Linked DNA regions of Mus musculus: regions 1 and 2 are each linked to region 3. Evidence: chromatin contacts called from public Micro-C and promoter capture Hi-C data. All regions are on one chromosome and are shown on one strand. The core of a region is the stretch at or near the end of the contact, and the rest is flanking DNA. Distances in the headings are between cores, read along the strand shown.

Region 1 (3,203 bases), core at 388-2,887, 750 kb before region 3:
TGGAGAGACTGGAATAAGCAGCAAACAGCATGGTAACAGTTTGCTGTTCTGTATAGAGAACATTGTAACAGAAACCCCCAAGTTTCTCTCTGTCTTTTAAATAACCAATTAACTATTCATCCTTCTCATCCCTGTGAAAGTGTACAGTTCCTCTTCTGCTACTTTTGACGTTGCTATTTTTGCTTTTAGAAACTAACAAACAACAAATTTCCCCTTTTCAGTACTAAAATTAAACCTTAGTGTTTATTAAACCTTAGAATGTCTCCGAGCTCCATATTGTCCTGCAGAACTCATGTCAGTGGAGATGCTGCTATGGTTCTGTGATCTCAGAGACAATGTGAGCCACTCGTGTTATATATGCATATGTACACAAACATGGAATATAGAGTTCACAGACTGCCTATATACCAAGGCACTAGTTAATGTGAGCTCGGGTTCATGTTTTCAGTGTGCTTGCTTAGCTCAGAAGTATGATTTTCTTCAGATACAGATAGATGGCTGATGTACAGTTCTCAACCTTTCCTCTCAAATGTGTGTGTGTGTGTGTGTGCGCGCGCACGTGCACACATCTGTCGGTCTTTTTGAAGACAGGGTCTCTCTATTATAAAGCCCTGGCTGTCCTGGAACTCAATGTGCAGATCAGGAAGGCTTCAAGCTCATGGGGATCTCCTTGCCTCTTGCCTTCCCAGTGATGGGATCAAAGGTGTTGCACCCCCATACCTGGCTTCAAATATATTTGTGTAACTAACAAGATGATGAAAGTGGGACCATTCCTTCCACCCTGTTGGCATCGTTAGAAATGCCCCTCTGAGCCCCATCTCTTAGGACTTCAGCGTGATGAACCGCTGAGCTTTGAAAAACTGTTCTGCCTTCAGTTCCTCTCCCCCCTCCCTCCTGTCAAATGCTTTCCTCTCTAAAGTGTAGATGATGGGAAAGGATGTTGATTGGCACGCCTCTGTGAACCAACACCTTCCCTTGACTTAGTCCCTCTACCCCACATAGCTTCACTCTGTATTCTTCTGACACACCATACGTGGGTTTTTGTAAAGTGTCCTATTTAGAGGAAAGAAGATTCGTAGGAAATGAACACACATATGTACTGCTGTCTTTTTTTTTCTTTCTCTCTCTTTTTCTTTTTTCAGCGCTGGCAAACCAACCAGTTCTCAGAAAGGACAGCAAAATGAGAGAATTGTTCCCTCAAGTTAAAAAGTTGGAGAGCCGTAAATGCCAACGCACTTTTGAACTATCTATAAATCTGAACCAAAGACTTTTTAAAGTTTGTTTTCTGAGAAATGGCTCATACTGTAATGTGGGGCTGGCCTGCAACTGATGGCAATCCTCCTGCCTCAGCCTCTCAAGTGCTGGGATCATAGTGGCGGGCCACTCCAACTGGAGTGAAAAACCAAAGGGCGACGGGGGTTGGGGGGAGACCGCCATAAATAACTCAATGAAGTGAGTTCTCACTGACAGTTCTCAAGACCGTCATCCCTGAGTCTAGATAAAAAGTTCCAGGTCCTTCCGTGTCAGGCAAATCTGGAAGTTGGGCTTACGCACACCGCTCGGCTCTCCTTGCGACAGCGCCCTCATCCCCGGTGTTTCTCAAGTAGACGTCCCGAGACGGTCGCTGAGGCACTGTTTCCACGCGATCAGGGTTCCTCAGGCTTGACATTCAAAAGTGGGTGCGGAACCCGCGGCACTCGGAGCGTGCTTTAAAGCGGCCGCCAGCCAGCGCCGCTCTAACCTCGCGCCCCGGCTGCCGGCGGCTCCCGCCCTGCATCTGCGCCGACGCGACCGAGCGATCCCGGGGCCTCCCTGCGCCCGGAATCTCCCGCCAGCCGCGCGGGTCCCCACGGCAGCAGCACGTGGAGCGGCCGCGGAGCCTGAGCGACAGCTGCAGCCCGCGCGGCCCGCGGCGACATGGAAGGTGAGCTCGGCGCCGCTGCGCTGGGGGCTTTGAGCAGCCGGAGCGGCGCGCGCTCAGAGGCTCGGCTGGCTTCCTTCTGAATCTCGGTTTTGCTTCTATTTATTTCTTTTAATTTAAATGCGTGTCCGTTCTCAGACACCCCCTCCCCCAACTTGGGAAAGTGCTAAGTTCTCTTCAGTTTTATTTCTTGGGGGTTGTGAGACGGGGGCATATGTATGGGTCACCTTAAATCTGCAAAGGACAAACAGTCTTGGGTGTCCCTAAGTTTGGCACCAAACCTGGGACGGAATAATCTCCCCCTCCCCCGGGTTGGGGGTGGGGGGGACGCTCCGCGGTCTCAGTCTCCATAGGAATTAGTTTAATCTTAGTTACTTGAGTCTACTTTTCTGTAATGTGACTTTTCTGTGAATACTGTCTTAGTGGCTAAGGGCATATTTGAAAATGATTAGCAATTGTAGTTAGTTAGCTTGGAAATCAAATGAACTTAAAAAAAAAAACAAAAAACAAAACCAAAGGGGGGAAAAAACCCGAAACAAAAATAAGGCTCACGTTAAGGGTTTCATTTGAATTCATTTCGGAAGTTATAGCTTTGCTTCTCAGAAGCCTCGCAGTATGAACTTCCTTAAGATAAGTGCAATTTCACATTTTCAACAAGTGTTTCTAAAACTCTGAAGATGGAAGATGTGGCTCAACTTTGGGGGAGGAGAGGTGGCCCTGAGAAAATCAGAAGTTGAGCGCTGCATTCGTTTAAAGGAGAGAGATACTGACGCTTACCTAATTGAAGTGTTGGTCTGTAAATATTATGAATATCACAGTTACTTTCTTCATGATGGTTGAAGAATCTCTTTTAACACATGAACCTTGATCTTTTGGCATCTTTATTTAGTTCTAGTGTATGTGAAGCTATGAAATATGATTAACAAGTTTGGAACACAGTTAAATATGATAAAGCTTTGTTTCACAATGCAATTGAGTGGAACACAGCCCTTAATTCTCAGCTTGTGCATGGTATGCTGGTAAATGTGGCTTCTTCTTCTTCTTCTTTTTCTTCTTCTTTTTCTTCTTCTTCTTCTTCTTCTTCTTCTTCTTCTTCTTCTTCTTCTTCTTCTTCTTCTTCTTCTCCTTCTCCTTCTCCTCCTCCTCCTCCTCCTCCTCCTCCTCCTCCTCCTCTTCCTCCTCCTCCTCCTTCTCCTTCTTTTCTTCTTCTTCCTGCTTTGACTAATGTAAACATATTTTTTTCTCTCAGTAAAATGGCAAGTGGTAATGCAAAGCTTTTAAA
Region 2 (2,982 bases), core at 42-2,541, 530 kb before region 3:
TGTGTCGGAAGCTCCTCCCTTTAACCTGTACCATTTGCATCTGTGTCTGGCAGGATAGGAACCTTGCAAGGGGAACTGTAAAATAAAGCATCCATTTCCTACCTCCCTCAGCAAGACACCTGTCTGGTCTTCTCCTCTCTGGCCTCTCCTGTGACTGATGGGGTCAGCCTCTGTGGCTTTTGTATTTTCTGCAGAGAGGAAGAGTGCTGGGTCCTGTCTAAAAACTCTAAGCGGCCTGCAACCAGTCATACCCTTTCCTTCAGCTAACCAAATCAGAAGGCCAAAAGAGAGGCATTGGTGGATGGCCTACCTGGCAAGGATCAGGGGTGGTAAGGCCTCAGTGACTCAAGAAGGAGGAGGAAGAGGAGGAAGAGGGCTTCTGGGTTAGGAATCCAGATCTGTGCCCACCTTAACCCAGATAGGGACACATAGCTCATCTCCAAATCCCTCCCCACCCCACCCCACCATACATTTGCCCTTGACACCCAAGGAAAGATCTCCTGTGTGATGACTACACAGATAGACACACATGTCCCCACAGACACACACACACACACACACACACACACACACATGAGCACTCGCGTGCGCACGCACAACACGCCCATGCAGAGGCACAGACACCCAGGGAGGCAAATCTTTCCCTTTCTCTGTCTTTCCCTTGGTTTGAATTTTGTTCAGCCACATATGTTGTGTGTGCGTGAGGGTGGGTGGGGGAGGGGCAGACAGGGATGAGGAATGGCATGGTGCCAGCATCTACCTATGGGGCTTGGGCCAGGGATGCCCCCCACACCCACCCTGGAAGGAGCCTCAGCTGTCCCTTTGTGGTGGAGGGGATTCTCTTGGGGAGCGGCAGTAAGCACCGAGGTCCCTTCTCCACACCCCAGGGTCTGGTCCTGACCCACCTTAGGGACCTGGAGACAGGGAAATGGACAGATCAAGACCCTGGAGAGAGCCCTGAATTGGCCTGGCAACCACAAACCGCCAATTCCCAGACTTGCCACCCCATTGTTCCCATGTGGGGGGTTCTATATCTGAGGGGGGCAAATCCTCCCACCTCCCTCTCAATCTCTGCTTTTCCTGCGTTGGGCGGGGAGGGGAGGGCGGCAGAGATATTTATTTATTTCCTTTATTTATTTAATTTTTTTTTTTTTTTTTGGAGTAGAGAGTGACAGATGGCGGCGGGTCCCGGGGGAGCCGGCTCTCCCCCAATGCAGACGCATGCCAATCACCGTCTCTCATGTGATAGCTGCTGCCCGTGACGTGCCAAGCCCATATGGCCTGGCATAGAGGCTGGTACCCCGCCTGGTAGAGATGCCACACTCGCTCCGCGGCTCGCATGGCGCTCTGAAGACGCCGGCGCCCGCCGCCTTGAGGAACCGCTGCCCCCGCTCCCTGAAGATGGGGGAACAATGAAATAAGCGAGAAGATTCCTCTTCTCCCCCCTCTCTCTCTTGCCCCCTCCCCCCTCCCCTCCCCTCTCCCCTTGACTCCTCTCTGAGGTAAGTTGTCCGAGAGGGAGCTAGATCTGACCTGCTATTAGTGGTGGGGGGGCGCTGCTTCGGACATGGAAGTCCCCCCCAGTTCTCCTATTCCTGGGACCCTACCCCCTTACGGGATGGGCAGCGGGGGCGCCCCGTGTTCTCTCTCCCATTGGGGCCGCAGCTTAAGGGGCTGCGGAAGGAGATGGTATGCCTAGGATGGGCTGAGGGGGAAGGGTCATGAGGCACTCGAAGAAGCGAAGATGGGACCCCCCCCATGACTGTCCCGAAGGAACCTGTGACCTTTTCCCACCACCAAAAAAGATAAGCAAACAAATAAATTTGGATTTTTCCCCAAGGATCTCAAAATACAACGAGATCTGTAGAGACGTGTGGGAGGGAGGGAGTTTGAAGAGGGGAAGAGGGTCCCTGACCGCAAGGGAGACGAACAGGGTTCGCTTTTGGGTCTCCTCCCCACGCCCGGCTTCTTCAGTCCCCGCACCCGGAGCCCGCTCCGGGAGACCCGTAAGCAGCAGCTAGAGAGGAGACGGTGCTCCGGTGTCTAGAATTGGGGCTGCGGGGGTGGGGGCCCGGCCGGGGGCGGCGCGCGGCCAACTTGCAAATTGGATTAGGGAGCTTGGGGGTGAGAGGCACCGGAGGGCTTGGGGAGCCAGGCCGAGGGGCCGGACCGTGGAGAGGAGGAACCGGGGCAGCGTCCCCACGGCGGCCGCCCAGCTTCTCTCCGTCACCGGGAGAGAGCTGGCTTTCGGGCGAGAGCACCGCCTCCCCGGGAAGATGGACCTGGTCCCTTAACCCCCCACCTGGTCAAGCTCTCTGGGACCCCGACACCGGCCGAGAGCAGCTTCCTTCCGGGCCAGGGGCGGAGCAGGAGCCCGGATCTCGGGCAAGGGCCTGGGCCGCGGTCCCCCACTGGCAGCCGGGCAGGGCTGGGCCGGCTCTGGGCGGGGCAGCAGGACGTAGTGGGCATCGGGGGCCCCTGAGCTGGGGCGCTCACGGAGACTTGGGGGGTGGAGGCGGGTTGGGGGGTCGTGGTGACCCCGGCGCGCCCCTCACTCTGTGCTGTCTGTCTCCCCGCCCCCGGGGCGCCCTCAGGCACCATGCTGACCCGCCTGTTCAGCGAGCCCGGCCTCCTCTCGGACGTGCCCAAGTTCGCCAGCTGGGGCGACGGCGACGACGACGAGCCGAGGAGCGACAAGGGCGACGCGCCGCCGCAGCCTCCTCCTGCTCCCGGGTCGGGGGCTCCAGGACCCGCCCGGGCCGCCAAGCCAGTGTCTCTTCGTGGAGGAGAAGAGATCCCTGAACCCACGTTGGCTGAGGTCAAGGAGGAAGGAGAGCTGGGCGGCGAGGAGGAGGAGGAAGAGGAGGAGGAGGAAGGACTGGACGAGGCGGAAGGCGAGCGGCCCAAGAAGCGCGGGCCGAAGAAACGCAAGATGACCAAGGCGCGTCTGGAGCGCTCCAAGCTGCGGCGACAGAAGGCCAA
Region 3 (3,032 bases), core at 105-2,604:
TATGGGGTTCAGAACAAGGCAGAAGGGTCCCATCTCAAACTGTACCGGAAACACCCAGATCTACCCTTCAGTCCCCCTTGCAAAAGTGTAATGGCAAACAGATGATCGGGTCCAGCCTGGGCCGGGGGATGCGTAAGAGCCCCTAGGGGCCAGCTGATTTCCAGAAGGCTACCCCCCTCCTCTTAAAAAACTCCTTTTCGTCTGCTTCCTCAGAACTCGGCCAATCCCACCCTCCATCGGAGAAAACAGCTCTGAAAAGTTAGCTCTTTGTTCTCTAAGCTGGTCTCCAGGCTGAGCACAATTTCAGATCTCCAAGAAGCGTCCTCCCCACTCCCTACCCCGCCCAGCTCCGACTGGGCAGCCGATCACCCGGAGTGGCTTGCAATTTGAATTGGGGGTTGGGGAAGCTATGAAGGAGGTCTGCGGGTTCCCCAACCACAAAAAAAGCAAGGAGGGGACCAGCAGGTCGTTCAAAAAGAGGGGGTCTCGCAGTGAGATTCCGGCGCTGCCCCTAAATCCCTTTCACCACAATTGACACTCGCTGGACGAAGGACCCGACGCAGCTTCCAAGCCAGGAAGCCAGGCTACCGGCAGCCCAAGCCGGGCGGGTAGCGCCGGCCCCAGCCTCCGCCCCGCCCCCGCCGCCCCCTCCCCCCAGCGCCCCGCGCTTCCGCCTACTTGGCGCTGGCCGCCGCGGGGAAAGGGAGCGGCCGTCTCCCCTCTCACTCCCGGCCCGGGGGGCGGGACTGCACCTCTAACCTCCTGCACACACCCGGGGAACCCGGTTCCCTGGTGCTCTTCCGCCCTTCCTTCCAGCCCTCCTAACCTCGATGCACAGAGGCCACCCATCTCCAGCGGTGGCTGCTCACCACCTCGCCTTGGACCTCCCAGGTTCCAGACTGGGGTCTGTCCCCACACCCCAAGTCGCCTCCCGCCTTCCTTACCTGCTCTGGGGAGCGCAGGGAAGAGCCCGCAAAGACCCGGCCCCTCTTTCCTCCCCTGATGGAGAGCTGCACTAGCACTGGCTAGCTCGCAGCGCCCGGTACCCGAGCTCACCTTATCCAGACAGTTCACCTTCTCCGTGGGGTACACGATCTTGCCGCACCGGGCACAGTTAGGGTTCATGGTTCCGGGGAAAGACTGGGGCGGGGACGCCCGTATTCGCGCGCGTTCCCTTTTCCTTGGGCGAGCTGGTGGGAGGCGGCGGCTGCAACTGTGCAGGCGACGGCGACTGGAACTGGGGAACTGGCCTCCGCCTCCGCCCTCCTTCCCCTAATAAACACAGTGGGGAGGAGGGGCTGCACTGGCTAGGGCGGGGACGCGCCTCGGGCGCGGAAAGAGGCGCGCGCGACCAGGCGCGCTCCCCGGGCGACGTGGGGCTGCGTGGGGGCGGGTTCCAGGGAGGACTGCGGGACGGGAGTGCAGGAGCCCCTGAGCTCTCGGGGTGCACGTGCCCCTGGGCTCCGCGACCGAGGACGGGCCCGGGCCATGGCCCTTCCCGCGCTGGAGAAACAGACGCGAGTGTGGCAGAGCCCGATTTCCCATGAGAGGGGGCAACCCCACGCACCCGACGATGGTGGGGATAGTACAGATTCTCTAGACTGGGGGACTTTCCTTAAACCCGTGGGTCCCCAGCATCAACCTGCGGGGAAACCACCCCTTGCCCCGCCCCGCCCCCCAGCTAGTTCCCTTCCCGCCCACATCCTCTCCCACATAGGTACCTGTCCCTTTCCCTTTGGACTCAGCACCTCCGTACGTTCACCCTCCCCGCCCCTCTGCGCTGCAGCTTTCCCATGGATTCTTCGGATTCAGGCATCCTCTGCTTTCAGCTTGGCCGCCTTTGCTCTTCCATTCTTTTCTCTTGCCCCTATTCTACCTGTGTAGCAGCTGCGACAGCATCTTAAGACTGAAAAGAGATTGCTTCAAGCTGCGCGTCGGTGCGGGGGTATAGCTCAGTGGTAGAGCATTTGACTGCAGATCAAGAGGTCCCTGGTTCAAATCCGGGTGCCCCCTCAGAGTCTTTTCCTCTCTTCAATGACAATAAAAATACGTTTCAATACAAGTATGATCTTGATTCGACCCTGGGTCATTAAAACAGGTAAAAAGATAAAGGCCACTCCTCCTTTTAAATCTGAGCAGAAAAGCCTTCGTTTTGCCTCGTACCAAGCAGAAGTTGCACGACTTTATTTGATTGGCGCCAGAGTCCTGGAGATTTCTGCCCATGGTATGCTTGTGAATTTGAATTGGATTGTTCCACACTTTGGGTTCGGAAGCCAAGGTCACTCCCCAGGTTGACGGTGTGTGTCCGTTGAGGGTCAAGGGTCAATCAAAAAAGGGAAACTTGCGGACATAGCCCTTCTCCAACCTAAGCTTTCCTTTCCCTTTTTCGTTTCATTCTATGATCCTTATTATTCTATATCCTCACGTTTCATTGTGACTTGGTGACGTGGACCGAGTAAAAGCGCTCCGAGACCGTGAAACCGGGAGGAGCACTCGTCAGCTCCCTTCACTGCAAAAGAACAAGACCCCAAAGCCAAGTAATATAAATGAATGCAGTGGTTTTCACAACTTGTGCGTGCTCTAGAGTGACCTGGGGGAGGGGGGGGCTCATTAAAACGTCCCCAGTTTCCGATTGTGTAGATGCTGAGGAAGGCCTTGGCAGTTAGCTCTTTGGCGGATTTGTCAGGTAAATCATTCAAGGACGCAAGGACCGCTCTTTGAGGATCACCAGAATATTATTACCACAACGCTATCAAGTTTCAAATCCTCAACAGGGGACAGGTATCTAGCTGCTTTAAGGTATCTGGTCTGGAAGAAATCTCTAAGTGTGAACAGGGAAGCAAGGGCGGCCCCTCAGCTAGGTTTTGCCCAAAAAAAGGAAAAAGAGACAGACAGAGGCATGCTGCCCGTGTCAGGGTGTGGCTGTGATATTTTAAACATGGAATCTGGTTGTGTCATCCCAGGACCCCAGGGGAATATTCACATGCATTCCCTCCCAGTTCCCATTACAGTTCTCTGCTGAGCGGAACAAG

Evidence for each region. Promoter capture Hi-C pulls out the DNA fragments that hold promoters and counts their contacts. A called contact is a pair of places that touch in the nucleus more often than the background predicts.
Region 1: a contact with region 3 is called in a promoter capture Hi-C map of pre-B cells, with 2.2 times the contacts expected there. The contact joins the promoter of Ikzf3 here to the promoter of Lasp1 in region 3. A contact is called at or near these places in 3 of 39 promoter capture datasets (the C10 cell line, erythroid cells and pre-B cells), 1 of 115 datasets of contacts at active chromatin or transcription factors (extraembryonic endoderm stem cells) and 1 of 9 other capture datasets (liver).
Region 2: a contact with region 3 is called in a Micro-C map of embryonic stem cells, with 2.0 times the contacts expected there. The contact joins the promoter of Neurod2 here to the promoter of Lasp1 in region 3. A contact is called at or near these places in 2 of 39 promoter capture datasets (pre-B cells and stem cell-derived epiblast-like cells), 1 of 484 Hi-C or Micro-C datasets (embryonic stem cells) and 1 of 115 datasets of contacts at active chromatin or transcription factors (pancreatic cancer cells).

The regions. Positions count from the first base shown.
Region 1 is chr11:98,544,465-98,547,667 of GRCm38.p6, reverse strand. It overlaps Ikzf3 (IKAROS family zinc finger 3), which reads left to right and starts at 1,637. Exons shown (of 8, transcript NM_011771.1): 1 at 1,637-1,924. The coding sequence starts at 1,918.
Region 2 is chr11:98,327,954-98,330,935 of GRCm38.p6, reverse strand. Neurod2 (neurogenic differentiation 2) reads left to right here and starts at 1,291. Exons shown (of 2, transcript NM_010895.3): 1 at 1,291-1,502; 2 at 2,595-2,982. The coding sequence starts at 2,600.
Region 3 is chr11:97,797,887-97,800,918 of GRCm38.p6, reverse strand. Lasp1 (LIM and SH3 protein 1) reads right to left here and starts at 1,354. Exons shown (of 7, transcript NM_010688.5): 1 at 1,057-1,354. The coding sequence starts at 1,125. It overlaps n-TCgca51 (a tRNA gene), which reads left to right and starts at 1,942; the gene lies at 1,942-2,013.